Regions from separate parts of the Danio rerio genome. Here region 1 is linked to region 2. A link is a contact called in public Micro-C data. All regions are on one chromosome and are shown on one strand. Each heading gives the region's core, a stretch centred on a gene start, on an enhancer-like site or on the middle of the called end of the contact. The rest is flanking DNA. Distances are from core to core; before and after follow the strand shown. Region 1 holds the start of traip (TRAF-interacting protein). Region 2 holds the start of gnai2a (guanine nucleotide binding protein (G protein), alpha inhibiting activity polypeptide 2a).

Evidence for each region. Hi-C and Micro-C count contacts between places; a contact is called where the count stands out from the background.
Region 1: a contact with region 2 is called in a Micro-C map of caudal fin, with 7 times the contacts expected there. The contact joins the promoter of traip here to the promoter of gnai2a in region 2. A contact is called at or near these places in 5 of 18 Hi-C or Micro-C datasets (caudal fin, embryo, fibroblasts and 2 more) and 1 of 4 datasets of contacts at active chromatin or transcription factors (embryo).

What each region holds. Positions count from the first base shown.
Region 1 is chr11:37,553,685-37,559,953 of GRCz12tu, reverse strand. traip (TRAF-interacting protein) reads left to right here and starts at 1,929. Exons shown (of 16, transcript NM_205607.1): 1 at 1,929-2,078; 2 at 2,178-2,282; 3 at 4,412-4,469; 4 at 4,552-4,638; 5 at 4,816-4,855; 6 at 4,937-5,064; 7 at 5,165-5,259. The coding sequence starts at 2,185. mon1a (MON1 secretory trafficking family member A) reads right to left here and starts at 1,689. Exons shown (of 6, transcript NM_001320431.1): 1 at 1,603-1,689.
Region 2 is chr11:37,233,063-37,239,428 of GRCz12tu, reverse strand. gnai2a (guanine nucleotide binding protein (G protein), alpha inhibiting activity polypeptide 2a) reads right to left here and starts at 4,133. Exons shown (of 9, transcript NM_001001818.2): 1 at 3,491-4,133. The coding sequence starts at 3,608.

The DNA of each region.
Region 1 (6,269 bases), core at 680-3,179, 320 kb before region 2:
AAACCGATATTAGAACTGTGAATCATATCAGTGATTCAGCATATAAATTTAATAATGTTAAAGGAAATTGGTAATTAATAGGTAATAATTTTATGAGTGAGTGCATATTCTGTGCTTCTTAATGGCTGGTTTTAAATTTCTGTTGTGATTCGTCTGGTGCAAACAACTAAATTGCTTACCACTGCAAATCTCGTAACATAGTGTGTTGTTAGGACACGGGGTTACAATATAACCTGCTCACTTAATGTTTACGTTGGTAATATTTAAATTATTTGCTCCTTAATAACCACCTCATTTGGAACTCTGAATCTGCGTCTCACTTTGGAGTCTGCTACAGTCCAGTGAAGGTCGCATTTCGGTCAAGGGCGCATGCTTTGAAAGCCTTTCTGAATGAATGAATGAAATATGCGTTTTTTTTCCAAGACAACCAGGGTTGCTGAAATATAATTGGCTAAAGTGGCAGTGGGTGGGTTAAATGATTAAAACAAAGACACATAACACACGTTTTCAAAGAAGAATATCTGACTTCAGCATAGTTGTTCAGATAAACATAAATGTTTTCTTAGCATGTTTCTTAAATATCTGCAAACATATTATGGCATTTTTATGCTTCAGTAGAATCAAAACCTTACATACAGCACCTTTAAAATATAAATGATATAAGCTAGGAAAATATGCTGCTAATAGTGCATGAATATTTTTACTTTATCACAAATAAAAAAAGATTACTAAAAATAGTGTTTTTTTTTCTTCCTTTTTTAAAGAGAAAATACATTTGCTTGAAAACTTTGGGCAAGTACAATTTACTCTGGTCGGCACCAATAGCCTAGTGGTAAAGTGCGCTGACATATAAGCTGCTCACGGCGACCGAGCTCGATTACCGGCTCGAGGTCCTTCGCCGATTCTTCCCCCTCTCTGCTACCCATGTATTCCTGTCTCATCTCATCTCTACTGTCCTATATATTAAAGGTAAAAAACCTTAAAATGTATTTTTAAAAATTAATAAAATACTCTGAACCGCTGTTATGCTTATTTATGTTGATATACCACTTTATTGCTAATAACTTATTATTATTATTATTATTATTATAATAGCAATAATAATAACAACGACATATTAGTAATCAATAAAGAAATCATTACCATAAATTTACATATGATTTATTAATTATTTACATATTAAAATTACATAAGGATTAGAGTTGTACAGCTAATTATTATTGGTAGCATTTATTATTATATAACAATTAAAATAGTGTAAATATACTAAATATAATAATTATATAACTGATAAATATTGAACATTTTAAATTAAACGTTTAAACCTTCCCATTTAAAACTATAAATCGAAGTGTACTTTTATGATAATCCTTCATATTTGTAAAAAATTAACGCATATAGACGTTTTGTTGATATGTTCTCTTCATTTGTGAATAAATCCCATGACCGACTGACAAACGCATTAGCCAAAGAGCTAAACCTTTAAAACTGTTGATGTCACTACTGAATATCTTCTTCTGCGCCAGCTTTAATTTAACCACGTCTAACAGATGTTGTTTGGATAGTTTGGACTCTTAATAAGACATTTTCTAGTTACTGTACCTTAAAAGCTCTTCATTCAAATCACTGAATGTTGACTTATCTTAGGTCAAAAACCAACTCAGACTGTCACAGGCGGCATCACGCAGCGGAAATCGGAACTCTGGGAAGTGTAGTTTTTGAGTCGATAACGTTAGTAGTTTGTTTGAGCCGGTTTGAGCGTGTTACCTCCACTGGATGTTACTTTGCTCTATATGTCGCTTGATCTGAATGAATTAAACGTGTACATTTTACACACCTCGATTAGCTTCTTCTTTAACAATAATAAGAGAATAACGTGTTGTATTTAACTTCTCACGTCGTCGTGTGTTGATGACGTGACTAAAGAGGAGGAGTCATGAGGTTTGAACTCGGCGCGCCGCTTAAGTCAAGTCGGAAGCTCAAAAAGAACTACAGACAAACAATATAAACACAATTATGGAGTTTAATTAAGGAAAATTCCATTCATAAGACATTTCATGCGTTTCAGTATCACCTGGGTAAGTAAATACAGCACATGAGGATATAAACAGGTATCGCCAGATCGCCACACGATCAGTCAACACGAAACGTGCCATAAACAGAGATGTCTCTTTCAGATCAACAATGCCCATTCGAGCATACTGCACAATCTGCTCAGATTTCTTCGACAATTCCAAAGATGTGGCTGCAATTCACTGTGGCCATACCTTTCACTATAGCTGGTAAGTGTCTTTACCCTAGCTCGTATTTGTTTTCGCTTGTGAGAGTTCTTATCTTTATATATAACGTTGCATCAAGCCATTACATTAAGTACTGCCTTTGATCCACATTAACACAATGCATGTCTATCTGTCTATCTATCTGTCTATCTATCTGTCTATCTATCTGTCTATCTATCTGTCTATCTATCTATCTATCTATCTATCTATCTATCTATCTATCTATCTATCTATCTATCTATCCATCTATCCATCTATCTATCTCTCCGTATGTCTGTCTGTCTATCTATCTGTGTTTGTAAAGTAAAAAAAACACTGAGACAACTTTTCATTTTTCAAATGTACAATTTATGGTTATGTGTTCGAGTAAAACATTTTTATTTATTTCATCCTTTTTACATAAAATAATTGGGAAAAAGTAAGTGTTTTGGCATCTCTGACATGTTTATGCAATTTTAGACAACACAATGCCAATGTTTTAACTTCAAAGCAGTTTGGTTAATAGTTTAGTTGGAAAACCCCTGATTTTAAATCATCAAATTAACATGTTTGTTATTCTAATCAGTTCACATCTTCTGAAAAATGTTCTAAAATGCTCTTATTAAAAATTGAATAAAACAAATACCCTCATAGGCCACTTTATTAGGTACACCTTAATAGTACCAGGTTGGACCCTCTTTTGCCTTCAGAACTGGATTAATCCTTCAACAAGGTAGTGGAAATATTCATCAGAGATTTTGGTCCATATTGCAATAGTATCTGGATGCGGCCTTTATGATGCAAGCTGAGATTGCATCGCCCAGAGATGCAGTGTCAGATACAATGCACTCAGTGTAGCTAGTGACATCCATATTGACATGATAGCAGCACGCAGTTGCTGCAGATTTGTCGGCTGCACATCCATGATGCAAATCTCTCGTTTCACCACATCCTAAAGATGCTCTATTGGATTGACCTCTGGTGACTGTGGAGGCCATTTGAGTAGTCAACTCATCATGTTGAAGAAACCATTCTAAGATGATTTGCACTTTATGACATGGCGCCTTATCCTGTTGGAAGTAGCCATCAGAAGATGGGTATACTGTGGTCATGATGGGATGGACATTGTCAGTAACAATACTCAGGTAGGCTGTGGCGTTGACACAATGCTCAATTGGTACTAAGGAGCCCGAACTGTGCCAAGAAGCCCAGCCTACTACCATCAGTTGATACAAGGCAGGATGCTTTCATGTTGTTGACACCAAGGCATCTGCTCCCACAGAACTGTCGCTCACTGGATATTTTCTCTTTTAAGGACCATTCTCTGTAAACCCTAGAGATGATCGTTTGTGAAAATCCAAGTAGATCAGCAGTTTCTGAAATACTCAGACCAGCCTGCCTTGCACCAACAACCATGCCATGTTCAAAGTCACTTAAATCACTTTTCTTCCCCATTCTGATGCTCCGTTTGTACTGCAGCAGATTGTCTTTACCATGTCTAAATGCCTAAATGCATTGAGTTGCAGCGATGTGATTGGCTGATTATACATTTGCGTTACTGAGCAGTTGAACAGGTGTACCTAATAAAGTGGCCAGTGAGTGTATATTAACTTTTTAGTCAAACCCATATATAATCATACAAATGAGAGTTTTTAAACGGTCTGGTCTTTTTTTATATTTATAATATCTAACGCTTTTATTTATTCTCTGGGATTTTTTATTAGCTTGGATTTGTTCAAGAAAACCTATTTGATTAAAGGGATATTTCACCCCCCACCCTCAAAAAAATTCTGTCATTCTTTACTCCCCCTTCACTTGTTCCAAACCTTTTTACATGTATTTCTACTGTGGAACACAAAGACAGAAATACTGAAGAATGATTTAAACCAGCAGCCATTGACTTCCACAGATGTTTTTGTTTTAAGTATGTCAATGGCTACTTATTTTCAACTTACTACAGAATATCTTGTTTTGTGTTCAACAGAAGAAATAAATTTATAAAAAATAAAACAACTTGAGTCAGAGTAAATTGTTTGGGTAAATAATTCATTTAAATTGTGTGTATATATAACTACCAGCATTTGTGTGTTGTTAACCATTAAATAATGTGCCTTGGTGACATTTATCCATGTTTATTTTCTTTTTTAACACAGTCTTCTCCAGTGGTTTCAGTCAGCCCCAAACAAAACTTGTCCACAATGCAGAAAACAGGTAAAACATTGGCTTGATGTAAACTGAATTACCCTTCTGATTAAACCAGACTAAAATAAAACCATTTCTTTTTCTGTTTTAGGTCAGCACACGGCACATAATTAACAAGCTGTTCTTTGACATCGCCCCAGAGGATGATGGGGCGCCAGTGGATCCTGAAAGTTTACAGGTGATGATGTATACTGGTAAAAGGATAGTTCACCCAAAAAACACAAAAGAAGATATTTTGAAGAATGTTCTAAATTAGCGGCTTTTCAGTTTTGGGTGAATGTTCTTTTTAAATGTATTCATTTCCCAGAGTGAGTTACACAGTATATATGACAGAAGTGCATTGTCCTGATTTCAGAATGAGCTCGATCGCATGAAAGCAGTGCTGTCTGAAAAAGGTAAGCCTGAAATCATAATCTTGTGTTCTTTATCAATTCGAAAACATGTATTCATAGCTTTGTGTGTGTTATGCTTTACAGAGAAAGAATGGAGGGAAAAGCAGAAGACAGTTGACACATTAAAAGACACAATCGAGAAGCAGAAGAAGGATCTGGATAAAGTCCGGAAAGAAATTGGTGATAAAGAGATGCTGTGTTCCGTTCTCCGGGTATATTTGCTTTAATTGATGAATTCGGTCTATTGGTTCAGTAAATGTTTTGCCTGTATTTTAAAGCTGGTCTTGTTTTTGTTATGCTTGCAAATCTTAGAAACAGATGAATTTCTTGGAGAGCCAGAAAAATGAAGGACAGGCAGCAAAGGAGGAAGCCAAGCGGCTCCGAGTCAAAATGAAAACCTACGAGAGGTACTAAACATGTAGCTAAGATGGGATTTTACCAGCATTATTAACAATTTTGTGTAGTTTTATGTAAACCTAAATTAATATTATTTTTATTGATGAAATGGAAGAAACTTTTTAAAACATAATTTTGAATCACTGTTGAGGTTGCGATGCAAGTTTACACCAAAATACTTCATTTGGAGGAAAATTGATTCTGAGCTCAGTTTTTAACAGCAGGTGGTGCTGTAAGCTTTAAAAAGCGGTAACACTTTACAATAAGGTTCATTAGTTAATTCATTTACTAACATGAACTAATCATGAACAACACATGTACAGCATTTATTAATCATATTTGAACATTTACTAATGCATTATTAACATCCAAGTCCATGCTTGTTAACATTAGTTAATGCACCATGAGTTAACATGCACTAACAATGAACTACTGTATTTTCATTAACTAATGTTAACTAACATGAACAAATACAGTAGTAAATGTGTTGTTCATTGTTTGTTCATGTTAGTAAATGCATTAGTTAACATTAACTAATGAACCTTATTGTAAAGTGTGACCTAAAAAGTTGTACTCTGCTTGCATCCAGGTCTTTACAAAAACCACTTGAACCTAAAATAATCAATAATAAAGTTAGAAAAGGTTTAAGCAAATTACAAGAGTGTAGTGAGCTGTTTGCATTAATTTTGTGACCTAAAAGTCAACTTGCATGACTCAGCTGAACACACAAGTGCTCTTCCTCGTGAGCAATTGAGTTTGTTAAAAACTAGCCTAGAGTGCCATCTGCTGTTAAAAACTAGCCCAGAGTACTACATACAGTTTAAAAACAAATCTAGAATGCTTACCCAGCCTAGAGAGCTAGCAAACTTACCAAAAAAAGCCTAGAGTGCCATCTGCTGTTTAAAACTAGTCTAGAGCACCATCTAGAGTAGTTAACTAGTCAAGCTCAATCTGCAGTTTAAAAACTAACCTAGAGCTCCACTTAGCCCTAGCGTCATCTAGATCAGTTTAAAACTAGCCT
Region 2 (6,366 bases), core at 2,884-5,383:
GGGGGGCTTGTGTGCATCCTTTCCGTAGCAAACAGCTCACGTATCAGCTCACGTATGATTTTGTGGCTATAAATACGTCATTACAATACAACAAAAATTACATTTTTTGGGTGATTTATACCTTATAAATTCAGTATGTGACACTTTTAACACCATTAAGAGGTGTCCATGTTGCTGAGCAACATATATAAAACAATGCAAAGACGACGGCCTTTACGCTTCCCTCCTGACCTTGAAAATATAATTGGCTAAATCATAAAAGCTGTGTATAGGGTCGAATTGAGACCTCAATTTTTTTTCGAACAATCGTGCAGCTCTAATTCACAATGGCACAATAATACACTAAAAAAATATACGCAGACTGCAAAATGTGGTTTAATTGCTCTAGTGAATGGTGGATTTAATATTTTGAAGATTCCTTAGAGTTCACTTTGACCCCTGCTTGAAATCCAACCTACTGGTGCTTAAAGAACAACATCATAAAAGATAACACTCAGTTTTGTTTGACATACGAAATGTGAAGGATGTGAAAGTAGACAAAATGACTGAACAAATCCAAAACCTGCTGAGCACAACATTGTCTTCCTCACATCTGTTTTTTAAAGTCTACTCAGTGGTCGCCAAAGCAATTTTCTTAGTTCATAAAGTAAAACTCAAAAGGCTTTAGAACTCCCTGCAAAAAAAAAAAAAGCTGCGCATCAAGTATTTCATTTCCCAGCAAGAGTTCTTTAACAAACATGCAAGGAAGTACACTACACAAGCCCTGCCAAAAATGTACTTTCGACACTTTCTTTGGCTCAGGGTGCATGTTCCAGGCTTCTGTTTGGGCTCTAAGCCTTCCGAAAACATTCCCCCTAAAAGAATTCCTGCATTTCTGTCAAAACACAGCTCTGACCAGGCCAAAGTGCATGCTGAGTGTGAGTGTGTGTGGCCACGCTGCACCACAAGGGATGTTGAGAGCGATCACAGGCACTGTCAAAACATTCCCTCAACCTCTCCCCTCAGAGTCACACTGAAATAGCCCCTTTCCACATCTAGGCACTTCTGCTCCTCCGTGATTGGGAAAGTTCTCCAAATTCACCACTGCCAGCAAAAAGTCAGACCATTTATTACACAACCAAGTCAGCTGGTTTCTCGGGACTTATTCTTGGGTGATTTATCAATAGATGATTTAGAGCAGATATTGAAGACAAACCAACATGTGGACGGCATACATTCAGAAGGCTGGTGCCATGGTGGAGTATATGGGGGGTTGGTGATGGGTCTATCCAGCCACCTCAGTCCAAATGAATGTGAAAGAAGTATTAATCACAATGATGGAAAAGACTGTTTAAAACTGGCTTTCTTGCATTAATGCTAGCCTTGCATATCATTTGAAGGCTTGCAGTCATTTTGATTGGAACATTTCATTCTTTAATTGGTTATGTAGATCATAATGTGTCAAAAAATAATGCACATCTTTGGAGTTCGCTAATGGTGTTCAATTGTTTTTCACCAGTTGCAGTCCAGGCTGGCCACAATAAGTGTGTTTTTAGTCTGCCACTCGCATTGGCATAGCACCATTATAGCTATTTGACAGGGGTGGTGTTGGTATCTTAACTGTATTAATAGCAAACCCTATGAATGTGGTCATGTTTCCATGTTCTACACACTGTAATATGCTCAATGGCTTTTAGTTGCATAGCTGTAGTAATAGCAGCATTTGTTTATTTATGAATGCAACACTTATAGTTTAATTGTGGAGGCTTGCATTATGCCATCACCACACTTGGTTTCTCAGAAGCCCCATCTTGAGTACTGCACTGGCACCAGCTCTGATCCTTCAGTATTATAAAGCAACCTATGATGCAGTGAATTGAATGATAGAGAACACATAATAATGTATATTAGTTTTGGGTCACTTATAAAATTTAGAAAGTCTGATTCAATTTCTGAAAGTCTAAATGAAAATGATTACAATAACAAAATGAGTTGGTGTGTCATTAGTGAAACAATAATACTAACATGTTGAGTGTCACAAATGTCTTCTCATCTATGACGCACACGTTAGTAACTTATTCAGCAAGAAGCACCTTAAAGAGATAGTTTAGCCCAGTAATGTCCAAAGTCGGTCCTGGAGAGCTGGTGTCCTGCAGATTTTAGCTCCTACTTACCTCAACACACCTGAATGGATGTTTCTAGAAAGCCAAGTAAGAGCTTGGTTAGCTAGCACATGTGTGTCTGATTGGGGTTGGAACTAAACTTTACAGGACACCGGCCCTCTAGGACCGCGTTTGGGCACCCCTGGTTTAGCCAAAAATGTAAATTCTGTAATTTAGGCTACTCCTCACTGGTTCCGACCCTTTTTGAGTTCAATTCACCTGTTAAACACAAAAGACGATATTTTAAAGAAAGCTTTAAACCTAAAACCATTGACTTCAATAGTAGGCTATTTGTTTTTTCTAATTATGAAAGTTAATGGTTACAGTTTTATAGCTTTCTTCAAAATATCTTGGCTTGTGTTTAACAATTCAATTTGATTTCAATTTGTCTTTAATTCTGTGTGTGTCAAAGCAGCTTAACATAGAAGTTCTAGCAAAACAGAATAAAAAAAAAAAAATCACAAATCTTTGGAACCACTTGAGGGTGAGTAATTACCAAATACATTTTCATTTTTTGGTGAACTATCCCTTTAATGTGAGCTCAACTTCGCCTTTATAACAAATGTTAACAAATGATATACAGGTGACGCTTACAGCAAATAAGGTTGCTGGTTAGAGCCTCGGCTGGGTCAGTTGGCGTTTCTGTGTGGAGTTTCCCCCACAGTCAAGACACATGCGGTATAGGTGAATTGGATGGGCTAAATTGTCTGTAGTGTATGAGTGTGAATGAGTATGTTTCCCAGAGATGGGTTGCAGCTGGAAGGGCAAACGCTGCATAAAACATATGCTAAATAAGTTGGCGGTTCATTCTGCTGCGGCAATTCCAGATTAATAAAGGGACAAAGCCGAAAAGAAAATGAATGAACGAAAAATTTTTACATGCTACAACAGGGGTGTCCAAACTCGATTCTGGACGGCCACTGTCCAGGAGACCTTAGCTGCAACCCTAATCAACCACACCTAAACCAACTGATTAAGGTCTTACTAGATATACTTCAACCTTTCTGGCAGATGTGTTGAAGCAAGTTGAAGCTAAACTCAGAAGCACACCAGCCCTCTTGGACCGAGTTTGGACATCCCTGTACTATAATAAAAGAAGAAAAAAAAAGAAATACAAGTACCTGAAACTAAATAACTAAGCAAGTGAACACTTTTTTTATTGTTGTTGACCTTTTCTTAACATCCGTTGACTGTTTCTCGAGGGCCACACCTGAGGAAACCTGACACACTTTGCCAACAAGGCACTTAAAATAAACTTTTCTTGACCCAAATTGACACTTGCAGACGTGACAAAGTGTTTATACGTGTGCTATGATGTACAGACCGGTTATCCGGGATTCGTTACTCACCCAATAACAGCAGTTTCACTTCCTTGGCGGCTTTCTCCCCGTCCTCGCGCAGATTTCTGTCAATCATTTTGGACCGCTCCAACGCGGCTTTATCTTCCTGGCTCACGGTACAGCCCATGGTTCCGAATGCGCGCTTCAGGGCGACGGATTTATGAGTATAGATTTAAGAGAAAAAATGAAAAGGTATTACCCTTTTAAAGCGAGAGGAGACCTTAAAAATAGTCTTCCGTGAGTAACTTCCTCTTTTGGCTTTGAAAAAACCCGACTGTCGCAAGTCCAAGAAAAGGAAATGTCCTTAAGACACAAGTAGCTCCAAAACCGTTGTTTTTACGCGTCGGAAATTTTTCAGCAAACCGTATGAGGTTTGGGGCAAATCTGAACTGATATATTTGAATGAAATTTGAACAACACCTGGAATCTGTTGACGTTTAACGTTAAGGCTCCCGAGAGAAACCAAGTAACCAGACGCTGGAGTTTTACATCACGCGAATGGGGAGGGAAAAACTTACATCCACAAATACAAAAAGTTTGCCCCAAAAAAGTTTAGATCAACCCCCTTGTGCTCAGGTATGAAAAAGCAAGACGATCGGTGAAACGTGCTGCGCCTGGAAACGTGAATGAATCCGAAAATGCAACAAAAAATGTCCGTTGTGCTCCTCGGTTAGTCCTTTCGGTGGTCGCCGAGGATTTAAAGAGCACGCGCCCGTTAGAAAGCAAACGCTGAGTGGTTTCTGATTTCTGTGAGTGTTTTCACAGCCGCCACACCCCAGTCTGCTCCGAGAAGTTGCTCTCTCTGCCACACACACATACATACACACAGTTCAGAATTGTTGGGCTCCTCGCGCACTGCCAGCCAGCCCCTCTGATACGCCCACCGCGGGTGCTCATGGGAAATGAAGTTTGCACGAACCAATAAATTTGCATTCAAACGAACTTGAATAACAAAATAACTGATAATTATTCACAGTGTGACTCTACTTACTATGTCTTATTTTATATTGTAGTTCAGTATTTATGATATAATATGATATATAAATATCACGTTATTATATAAATATCACGTTTTGGCGACATGGTGGCTCAGTGGTCAAGAAGGTTGACGGAGTCCCGACTGGGTCAGTTGGCATTTCTGCGTGATGTTTGCATGTTCTCCTCGTTTTAATTGCAGATTGAATTTAATTGAGTGTATTGTATAAGTGTGTAAGTATGTGTGGATGTGTGTGGATTATATGTTAATTTCTGTTTTTTGATGTGTATGTTTTACACCTTTTATTTTATTTTCCCTTTATACGCCTTTTTATTATTTATTTTTGTACTCTTTTATTTATTTATCTTTGATTTATGTAGGCCTGTTTATTAATTTGTTTATTTTATCCACAATTTTTTTCATAAAGTTTAATAAAAGTAATTTAAAAAAACTCTCCTTTCTTTTTTTATTATTATGGATGAAAGTAGGGGCGACACAGAGGCTCAGTGGTTAGCGCTGTTGCCTCACAGCAAGAAGGTTGCTGGTTCCAAAGACATGCGCTATAGGTGAATTGAATAAATTGGCCATAGTGAATGAGTGTGTGTATATGGATATTTCCCAGAGTCCACTGTGTAAAATATATGCTGGATAAGTTGGCGGTTCATTCCGCTGTGGCGACCCCTAATAAATAAGAGACTAAGCCTAAGAAAAATGAATGTACGGATAAATGTATAAACAAAAAGAACATAGAGCAGATAAACAAAAACACTTGACCCTCAGGAATAAATCTGCTGGAAAGATCCAAAAGAGGATCAAAAACTATTTTAATGAAAAGTTCAAATAACAAAATCAAAAGTTCAAATAACTAAATATTTGTCATCTGAAAAACATTTTAAGAAAAAAAAAATGTTTTCACCATAAAGAATATTTTGTAAAATGAAACGTTTTTATGGATGCTAAAGGGATTATAAAGCCAAAATGTAGCTGAAAACAGTTAACCAAAACAAGTGGAAGACAATGGTTGCTGGTTTTCAGCTTTCTTTAAAATATCTTCTTTTGCGTTAAAAAAAAAACTTAAACTGGTTTGGAACATTCATTCATTTTTCTTCGGCCTAGTCTGATTTATCAGAGGTCACCACAGCAGAATGAACAGCCAACTATTCCGGCATTTGTTTTACACAGCAGATGCCCTTCTGGTCACAAGCCAGTGGTTCGAGGCAGGATTCAAACCAGCAACCATCTTGCTGTGAGGCTAACCACTGAGCCACTGGGTTTGGAACATCTCAAGGGTGAATATTTGATGACAGAATATTGATTGACATTTTGGCTGAACTATCCCTTTAGAAGTTCTTCATGAAACCATCAATGACAATAAAAAAGCTTTATGTGTGGTAGCAGTAACAAACATTGTAGCAAATCCACATGATGTTTCACCTGGAATAAAACAGCACATAAGGCACACATAGAGGAAAACTTTTCATCAGTGGTATCCCTGAATAGTTTATTATATTATTTCTAATTATTTCTGTCACTTTTCTTGTTTCATTGTTCAACTTTAAAGTCATCTGGAGAACATCTAAAATATTAAATAGCTTATTATATTTATATTTTATTTTATGAAGTAAATTATTAATTATTACCATTAATTAATTACACAGAGAGCGTTGGTATTTAAATGTAAACGTAAAATATATATTAAGACATAAATGAAGTATGTGTGAAGTAGTACAGCTGACTTGTTTTGTTATTATTCAATGATGACAGATGACATTCTTCAGAGAGAGCCTGTTAGAAATCTCTTTTGTTGAGGCAATGTCAATATTGACGCTCTGATTTCAGCACTTGCTCTGTATGATATGTGCTCAGGCTGGACATGAAACCTTGTTTAATTAAATGCTTGTAGTACGAT